Regions from separate parts of the Mus musculus genome. Here region 1 is linked to region 2. A link is a contact called in public Hi-C data. All regions are on one chromosome and are shown on one strand. The core of a region is the stretch at or near the end of the contact, and the rest is flanking DNA. Distances in the headings are between cores, read along the strand shown. Region 1 overlaps Gm36660 (a long non-coding RNA gene). Region 2 overlaps Rad51b (RAD51 paralog B).

Evidence for each region. Hi-C and Micro-C count contacts between places; a contact is called where the count stands out from the background.
Region 1: a Hi-C map of bone marrow-derived macrophages shows a contact between it and region 2, with 12 read pairs. The contact joins two enhancer-like sites. A contact is called at or near these places in 1 of 15 datasets of contacts at CTCF or cohesin (large pre-B cells), 3 of 484 Hi-C or Micro-C datasets (LSK cells, bone marrow-derived macrophages and muscle stem cells), 2 of 115 datasets of contacts at active chromatin or transcription factors (embryonic stem cells and pancreatic cancer cells) and 1 of 9 other capture datasets (bone marrow-derived macrophages).

What each region holds. Positions count from the first base shown.
Region 1 is chr12:80,045,087-80,049,430 of GRCm38.p6, forward strand. The region is part of intron 3 of Gm36660 (a long non-coding RNA gene); the gene reads right to left. Among named protein-coding and RNA genes, the nearest start is that of Gm36834, 28 kb to the left of the region's middle. Within about 2 kb of position 1,680, at least 54 of the 459 cell types and tissues checked have an H3K27ac peak or open chromatin away from gene starts, as enhancers often do. A contact at or near this core is called in bone marrow-derived macrophages, where this site is marked.
Region 2 is chr12:79,354,482-79,358,863 of GRCm38.p6, forward strand. All of the region lies in intron 7 of Rad51b (RAD51 paralog B), which reads left to right. Among named protein-coding and RNA genes, the nearest start is that of Rad51b, 59 kb to the left of the region's middle. Within about 2 kb of position 1,825, at least 34 of the 459 cell types and tissues checked have an H3K27ac peak or open chromatin away from gene starts, as enhancers often do. A contact at or near this core is called in bone marrow-derived macrophages, where this site is marked.

The DNA.
Region 1 (4,344 bases), core at 430-2,929, 690 kb after region 2:
ACCATATTTTCTGTTCCTCTGTTGAGGGGCATCTGGGTTCTTTCCAGCTTCTGGCTATTATAAATAAGGCTGCTATGAACATAGTGGAGCATGTGTCCTTCTTACCGGTTGGAACATCTTCTGGATATATGCCCAGGAGAGGTATTGCTGGATCCTCCGGTAGTACTATGTCCAATTTTCTGAGGAACCGCCAGACTGATTTCCAGAGTGGTTGTACAAGCTTGCAATCCCACCAACAATGGAGGAGTGTTCCTCTTTCTCCACATCCTCGCCAGCAACTGCTGTCACCTGAATTTTTGATCTTAGCCATTCTGACTGGAGTGAGGTGGAATCTCAGGGTTGTTTTGATCCCCAATGATTAAGGATGTTGAACATTTTTTCAGGTGCTTCTCAGCCATTCGGTATTCCTCAGGTGAGAATTCTTTGTTTAGCTCTGAGCCCCATTTTTAATGGGGTTATTTGATTTTCTGGAGTCCACCTTCTTGAGTTCTTTATATATATTGGATATTAGTCCCCTATCTGATTTAGGATAGGTAAAGATCCTTTCCCAATCTGTTGGTGGCCTTTTTGTCTTATTGACAGTGTCTTTTGCCTTGCAGAAGCTTTGCAATTTTATGAGGTCCCATTTGTCGATTCTCGATCTTACAGCACAAGCCATTGCTGTTCTATTCAGGAATTTTTCTCCTGTACCCATATCTTCTAGGTTTTTCCCTACTTTCTCCTCTATAAGTTTCAGTGTCTTAGTTTTATGTGGAGTTCCTTAATCCACTTAGATTTGACCTTAGTACAAGGAGATAGGAATGGATCAATTCGCATTCTTCTACATGATAACCGCCAGTTGTGCAGGAGGGACTTTTCAAGGCCCTCGGTGAACTCCTGACATCATAGGTAGCACTGAATTCTACCTAGGCTCCTCTTACATACATACCTATGATAGGGTTTAATGCGTGACTTAGATGTAGCAAGAGATTGACAGCAATAACAAATAATAAAACAGAGCCATTATAACAAGATGCTATAATAAAAGATATGTGGAGATGATCTTTTTTTTCCCTCAACTGTCTTGCTACAGTGTTCTAGTGCTTCTGGTAATGATGGGAGATAATGGACTGAGTTGATGTCCACGTGGTGACGTAGCATTAGGCTACAACTGACCCTCTGAAGACATATCAGAGGGAGGATCGTGTGCTTCATTTGGAGCAAGATTTCTTCACCATGCCACTCCTTACAGCCTACAATCTTAAACTTGCTCTTTCAGGAATTTTTCTATGTAATGTATGTGGGTCACAATTGGCTAGTCCAGATAACCAAAGTCACAGAAAAAAAAACAAAAACCGTAACACCACTTTCCCTCCAAGTTCCCATCACTGGAACATCCCAAGGACGAATAAGGAAGGGACCAAGCAGTAGTGTCTCTACACATGATGTTTAAGGCTACCCATGCAAAACAGAGTGAAGAACCAGAAATAGTGTTTGGGAAGCATAGTTGTGAGGTTTTCCTATCCATCACCTATACATGTGCTTCCCAGTTACACAACTCCCCAACCTCACTGTCCTATGGACACCAAGTAAGCCAATGCGCTACAAGTTGGGCAAGCCAATCCAGGGACCAGAGCATGTGCTAGCTGTATGACTTCAGACACGGCGGTTATACTCCTGCCAAGCCTGTTTCCTCATTTCTAATAATCTCTGCCTCCTCCCTGCCCCAGAAGGAAGCTGTGAGAATTCACTGAGTAATGTCTATCTACAAAGCACTTAGCTTGCAAGAGAAGAGTCCTACATAAGCAGAAGATGACGGTGGCTGTTGTGACAGCTGCTTGAGTCTCTTAGCCATTTCCCAGCCCTTTATTTGCTGCTGTTAGAGCTTAGCCTGCTGTGAGTCACTATGGTCCTGTTCCCAAGGTTTTGCTAAAAGAATTCCCCTTGAGCGTATATTCCTATCTGGCTACACAGCCAATTGAGGCGACATCAGAAAACAAGGCTAAGAAAATATGCTGTCACAACCTTCCCTAGCACCTGACTCCACTTTGCTTCTTATCTACTGGACTGTAATTTCATAAGGGTGGGAACATCTAGGCCACAATGTTGCTCAACTAAAGGGGGGGGCACCTTTTACCACCACTTAATTGGCAACAAATTTGTTGAATGACTTCCTGAGTGAAACACTGCCTAGCTGAGATTTAAGTAAAAACTAACATTTTTGAATTCTCACCATGTAAAAAGGGTACCACATACTCTTTATTTTATTTATTCAACTCAACAGCCCTATGAAATCAAACTCATATTGTGTGAATGAGCAAACTGAAGTTAACCCCTATAAACGATCACCAAGGCCATGGATAAGCTGGCCATCTCCTGTAGATGTCTTAGCCAAACTAACAGGAAGATAGCACCAGAAAAAAAACTTCTGGAACAATACATTAAACCAAACTCTTATGGGCTGGCTGGGGAAATAACTCACTGGGAATAACGTTCATTGTATAAACATGGGGACCTGAGTTCAGATCCCCACACTCATGTAAAAAGGAACTGTAGCACACACCCGCAGCCCCAGCACTGGGTCAGGGGAAGAGATGATCCCCAGAACTTGCTGGTGAGCCACTCTAGCTAAAACTGTTAGCTACAGTTTCGATGAGAGAGCCTGTGTCAAAAAAAAAAAAAAAAGTAAGGTGGAGAGAGACAGAAGACACCCAGTACCAATCTCTGACTTCCATGTACACAGCACTGGGACACATATCACGGGAGGGGGTGTTAAGGAGAGGAAAGGAGGAGTGGGAGAAAAAGGAAAGGAGGGGGAAAAAGGGAAAAAGAGACAGCTGGAGAGGAAGAAATGGGGTTAGGTAGTGGTAGCACACACCTCCAATCCCAGCACTTGAGAGGCAGAGACAAGCAAATCTTTTTGAGTTCAAGGTCAGCCTAGGCTATAGAGCAAGCTCCAAGACAGCCAAGACTACAGAGAAACCCTGTCTGGAAAAACAAAAAACAAAACAAACAAAAGAAGGAGGAGGAGAAGGAGGGAAAGAAAAGAAGTGGGAGGCCCTGGGTGGCAACTGCTGGATGAGAAAGAACACAGGTTGCAGTAGGTTCTTACAACTTTCCAAAGAGAGTCCTTGGAGCTGCGATGCCCCCTCCTGTACCTCCTCCAGCCCTGGCTCTTCTAGCCCACCTTTTCCTCCTCCAGCATCCACCCTGCATCACATACATACACACAAAGTCTCTGCCACAAGCTCTTCCCACAAATATACATAAACATACAGTCACACAAGGGCCATTCTTCACTAGTAAAGCTCAGATTCTTGGGCAGTGAGGAGTGCAGACAAGCAAGACCCCGGATGATGCAAATTATGCCGAGAGCATGGAGTGCTCTTTGCTTCAGCACTGCTGAAACTCAACAGTATATGAAATAGATTTTTGGATTTTGTTCTACATTCCCTATTAGGGACATTTTCCTCCTGTGAGCCTTATCGATGACATGTTCCCCCTGGTCCAAAGGATTGACCCACATTCAACCCCTGCATTCATTTTCTGAGCTCTGTTGACCTTTATTAGTCCTTTGATATAGGGACAATAATCTCTGGTCTGATATCTGAAGGAACTTGGGCTTTCAGAGACCTACAATAGGCCTTGTTTGAGTAGCAATCCTTAAGAAGGGCCCATGGGGGAAGTGCATATTGACTCAGGCCCTTGGCACAGGCAAAGGAATTTTTGACAGTTGAGAGGCACTTCCAGGTGAATGTAAACTCCAGGGTTTGGTGACTCCCTTCAACTGGGCCCTGATAACCACAGGGCAACCTGTTTGCAGGCTAACTACTCCTGGCTTCCCTACCTGACTCCTGGAGGAGAGTGGTGGGATTGAGTTTATGAGTACCATTTGTCCTTACTGTCAACCCGCCGCACAGTCCCCAGGAGATGGAGGTCTGTGGGAAAAAAATACTCACACTTCATTCACATAAGACCTACGAGGAGACTGCACTGAAGGAACCCCGGACCAAAGACTTGTTCTTACCCTTGGGAGCCTCATCACTTCTCTGCCGATACGTGCCATCTTACTTTTTAGGGCTTTGGTAACCAAGACGCAAAGACCAGGTGGCTTAAACAGCAGACTCATCTGCCTCACCGTCCTGGAGGCCCAGGAGCAAGCTATTTGCAGTGCTGGTTTGATCTGAGGACTCTTGGCTTGGCTTGTGCCCTCACCTGATCTTGACTTGATGTACATACACTAGTGTGAGAGGACACACTAGTCAGCAGGGTAAGGGGCTCATTTTTAAGTAATCAGCTCCTTAAAGGTCCTGTCTCCAAATACAGTCATGGCAGGGGAGGGGCACTGCAATTCAACAAATTAAT
Region 2 (4,382 bases), core at 575-3,074:
CATGCATATCTGTATTTAATGATGTTTGTGCTTGCTTACTTAGGGCTTTTAAACTCTTTGCCGTTTTAGAATTCAGGGTCATCAGTGTGTGTATGTGGGATAAACCCCCAACCAAACAGAAAACTATGATTTCCCCTTTCATCTGTGTCCCATGTTATACCAATGTTCCCTGAAAATAGCAACAGTTTTCTGGGAAAGGTCCCGACTGAGGCTGTTCTCACCCTTTACCCCGGCTCTCCAATTCATGTTTCCATCTTCCAGTGTGGTCATGTGCTTGCCCAAGCCTGGCTTGTGAACCGTGGAGGATATTCGTGGGGTTTTGTTTTTTAAGCCATACACTGTGCACATGATGCAGTATTTAATTTGGAACGAGCTCCAAGTTGAGTCACACGTGCTTCTTGTGGTGTTTATCTTGGAGTCCACATGTAGGAGGAAAGTATTTTTGCATTTTATACATCTGGACACTGTTCATGGTCTTTCTGTGACTTGGGAATTGTGTGTGGGGCAAAATCCAAGGAATAGTATTAAAATAACACGGAGTTATAATGAGGTCCGAGTGCAGCCCCTCAGGAGTACCCTTCTGATCCCCGCAGAGTTTGACTTTGGACGTGGTGAACTTTTTCAGCTGTGTGGTTCACTGGTGGCCTGAGTAGATTGGTGGACTATAAATTACCCGACACCCTCCCATGCAGTCCGTGTGCTGCTAGACATGAAGTCTAAACGTCTTTGGCAAATTTGGTTCTTTAAGGGGAGTGTTTTGACTTGATTTTGTATGGGGCAAGATAGGCAAACTGAGTTCTGCTCACGGCTGCCCTGCCTGCTAATCCACTGCACCTTATGAGACTTTTTAGGGTCTCTCATTGATCTTCTGCTCCTCCCTCAGTTCATGCATCCAGAACTACAGTGACCCCGAGACCATCTCAGGCTGTGTGTGAGGGTTGAGGGCGATGGAGGTGATGGTGGTGTCCGTCGTGTCTGCTGACTTTATCCTTTTTATGATCTCACACAGGAGGTTGTCATTTAAAACAGGGTAAATGTGATGTGGTTGCTCCAGTGCCAGGTTTTGGGTAGGGGTCTGCTAGAATAGGGCAGGTGAGAAGAGCGTATAGAATGTTGCTGCTCTGAGTGAGATTGCATACGGACAGTGGATAGGGTTGCTTCTTTGTCCCTCAGCCTGGTTTCCTTTAGTATCTGCATGAATTCTGTAATGCAGATGCAAGCTGGGAAGGCAGAGTAAAGCTTCAAATGGACTGGCCCTTGAATGAAAGAGGGCAATGTGTTGTCCATCATTTGGGTGGAAAGCTGTTTGGATCTTTACTTTCTATATAAGGGCTGTTTGCTTTTCCCTTCTTTCAATGTATTAAAGAGAAGAAAAATCTAATAAAGTAATTGGACCTACTGGTTATAATTCATACAGAATTTTCAAGTGTGTTTAATAGTGGTCTCTCATACAACTTTAAAGAAATGAATAATTGGAGAGGAAGGGTCACAGTTGTGTTGTAGTTTGGGACCCAGCAGAGTCCGAGGAGGTTTGAGTGATTGGGTGAACTGCTCATCTGGGAGCTGTTTCTTTTGGCTGCCTTTTGTGCCTCTCCTTGGGGACAGCCCTCCTTTACTCTTATAATGTATTTTGCAACTTTCAGTGAGAAAATAGCCATCAAAAATGAACCGTTAGTAAATAAACACATTCTGGTTCTATGATGGGAATCACTAAGTAGTGGCTGGCTTAGTTTGAAGAGAAAAGTTCATGGTAGTAACTCCGAGAGGTGACACCAGGATCATGCTTGTTTGGCGTGTTAATGAGTCCAAGAGGAAATGGTGAAATCTGCTGATGACACCAAATTGTTTTGCTTGATCTTAACATGGGGTTTCTGGGAAGCTGCTTTGTAGTATTAGAAATAGTGGAAGGATTGGGCAATTTGGGGCAGACATGCTGAACTTGAAGTGACGGTTTATGTGAAGTAGTCAGAGTACACCAGTAAAGTTACAGAGCCTTGTCCTCTTGAGGAAACTGCTCTCTCCAGAATGTGAAGACTGGGACAAAGAACATTCTGTTTAGAAGCAACAGTGATGCAAAAATATGGCACCTGAGTATCCTTTTGAAGGTCAGCCGTAATATATATGAGTGGGTGTTATTTCCCTTCAAAACAACCATGGGATATTATATACTCACTTTATGTATGTTTGCTTTTTTTTGATGGGCAGGTCTAGCCCTTCATATAGCCTTTTAAGTATTTTCTGTGGTTTGTGGATTATTTTTGATTTTCGAATAGTCTGTCATTTAGAATCTGAGTAATAGACTTAAAATGTAAATGAGATGTGAAGTAGTACAGGGAATCGTTTGCCTCCAGGGCTGATTCTCAAGGAAACTACCATGAGATATCGAAAGGATGTTTGTGTAATAGTAGTAGAATAAGTTCTTCACTGATACAGCTCACAAATGTGACTCATCTATCTATGTACATTACAGAGGCATGTTAACATATCCATCCCGTTATAGGCTACTTATTCATGGGATTGAAACCATTGCATTATACATGTCAAGAGCACATTACCAATGAGCCCCAGCCCCAGGTCCACACACCACACCTCTTCCACAATCTCCTTTTCCATCTTCAAGCATTATTAGAAAAAGCCGGATGTTGTACACTACTTAGAGAGTCCCTTAGTACACTGGTGCCTAGAAACTACAAAGATTCTGGGAGTTGAAAACGTAAGAGAGACACTGTCACAGGCACTGAGGGCTGGCAGGCTGTAGGTATCCTTGCATTAGGAAAGGATTTGTGTGGTCGTAAACAACTCACACGAAACACACAAACAGGAGTCAAGGGGGCTGGAGAGGGGAGGAGAGTCATGGAACCTTTGTTTTAACTAAGCAAGGAGAAGATGGGGCTGGCTTCTTGGGCTCCCTCACCTCCGAGAGTTGGAATCCCTGGAGTGATTTTGGAAAACCACTGTAGAGAGTCAGGTGTTTAGAGGGCCAGAAAAGGACTTGTATACAGAACAGGAAGACTTCATTCCTTCCGTACTCTTCTGAGATTATTACAAAACAATTTAAAGTTTTGCATTTACCAATTGTATACTTTCTTTCAAAAGTCATAATAAGAGTCCTTCAAATGTTTTAATTTTGTGACACCTTTGTATTTTCACAGTTCTCTAAGTTTAAACACTTCAAATTGAAAAATCAGGAGAAGCTTTACCCAAAAGTAGAGGAATTCTTTTGTGAGTAATATTCTGACTGAATAGCCCAAGCCACCGCCCACCCCACACACCCCAATCTCCATGGATCTAAATGCAAGGCCTCAGACTGGTTCCGCCAGGTTCATTGGAGGCCACTTGTTAAAAACAAAGATTTCATATTGTAGGGCTGGTGATGTAGCTCAGTGATAGAGCTCTTGCCTAGCGTGCACTAGGTCAATGTTTGATCTCAGTATTGCAAAACCCGAAAGAAACAAAGAGACAAAACGACTTCTTGATTCTGACACACTGAATTAGAACCTTCAGGGTAGGGCCTAGGTATTTTAGTACATTCTCAGCACAAGAGAATAGTTTCTAAAAGTAGATGTAGACTATACTCCGACTCCTGACAAGGACACTGGAAAGGTGGAATGGTGCTAGAATGTGGGAAATGAATAAATAGCATCGTGTAGAGCTTGTTCTCTGAAGTTCTGGAGACCAGAGTGTGATTAGTGGGAATCCACTGACAGTAACACAAATATTGTGTGTAAAAATTTACTCTGAGTGTCTGGTCATTCACTAGCTCTGTGACTTGAACAAAATATTTAATAATTCCTCAGTAGCTTATTTTCTTTTTCTCTAATATAGAGATTTTTTGGATTTGATTCCTCAGCACTGCAAAGGCAAATCAATAACAATAGCAGCAGCAGCAGCAGCAACAACAAAGATCATTATTGCTGTTCCTTTAGCATACAAAGGAGCTATCTGGTCTCTACTGTGAATTTTTTTTTTTAATGGTCAGTTCTATTTAGTAAGGAGGGGGAAAGAAAAGCCTAAGAATATTATATAAATGTATATGCTGGGGGAAGAAGGGCTTCTTTCATTTCTTTGGAAGGAGATTTTCTTTTCTTTCTTGGATATTTTCTTTACTTACATTTCAAATGTTATCCCCTTTCCCGGTTCCCCTCCCCTCCCCCGCCCCCGGAAACCCCTTATCCCATCCTACCCCACCCCCCACCCCACTTCTATGAGGGTGTTCCTCCACCCGCCCACCCACCCACTCCCACCTCCCCACCTTCAGTTTCTCTACACTGGGGCATCTATCGAGCCTTCATAGGACCAAGGACCTCTCCTCCTATTGATGCATGACAAGGCCATCCTCTGCAACGTGTGCAGCTGGAGCCATGTGTACTCCTTGGTTGATG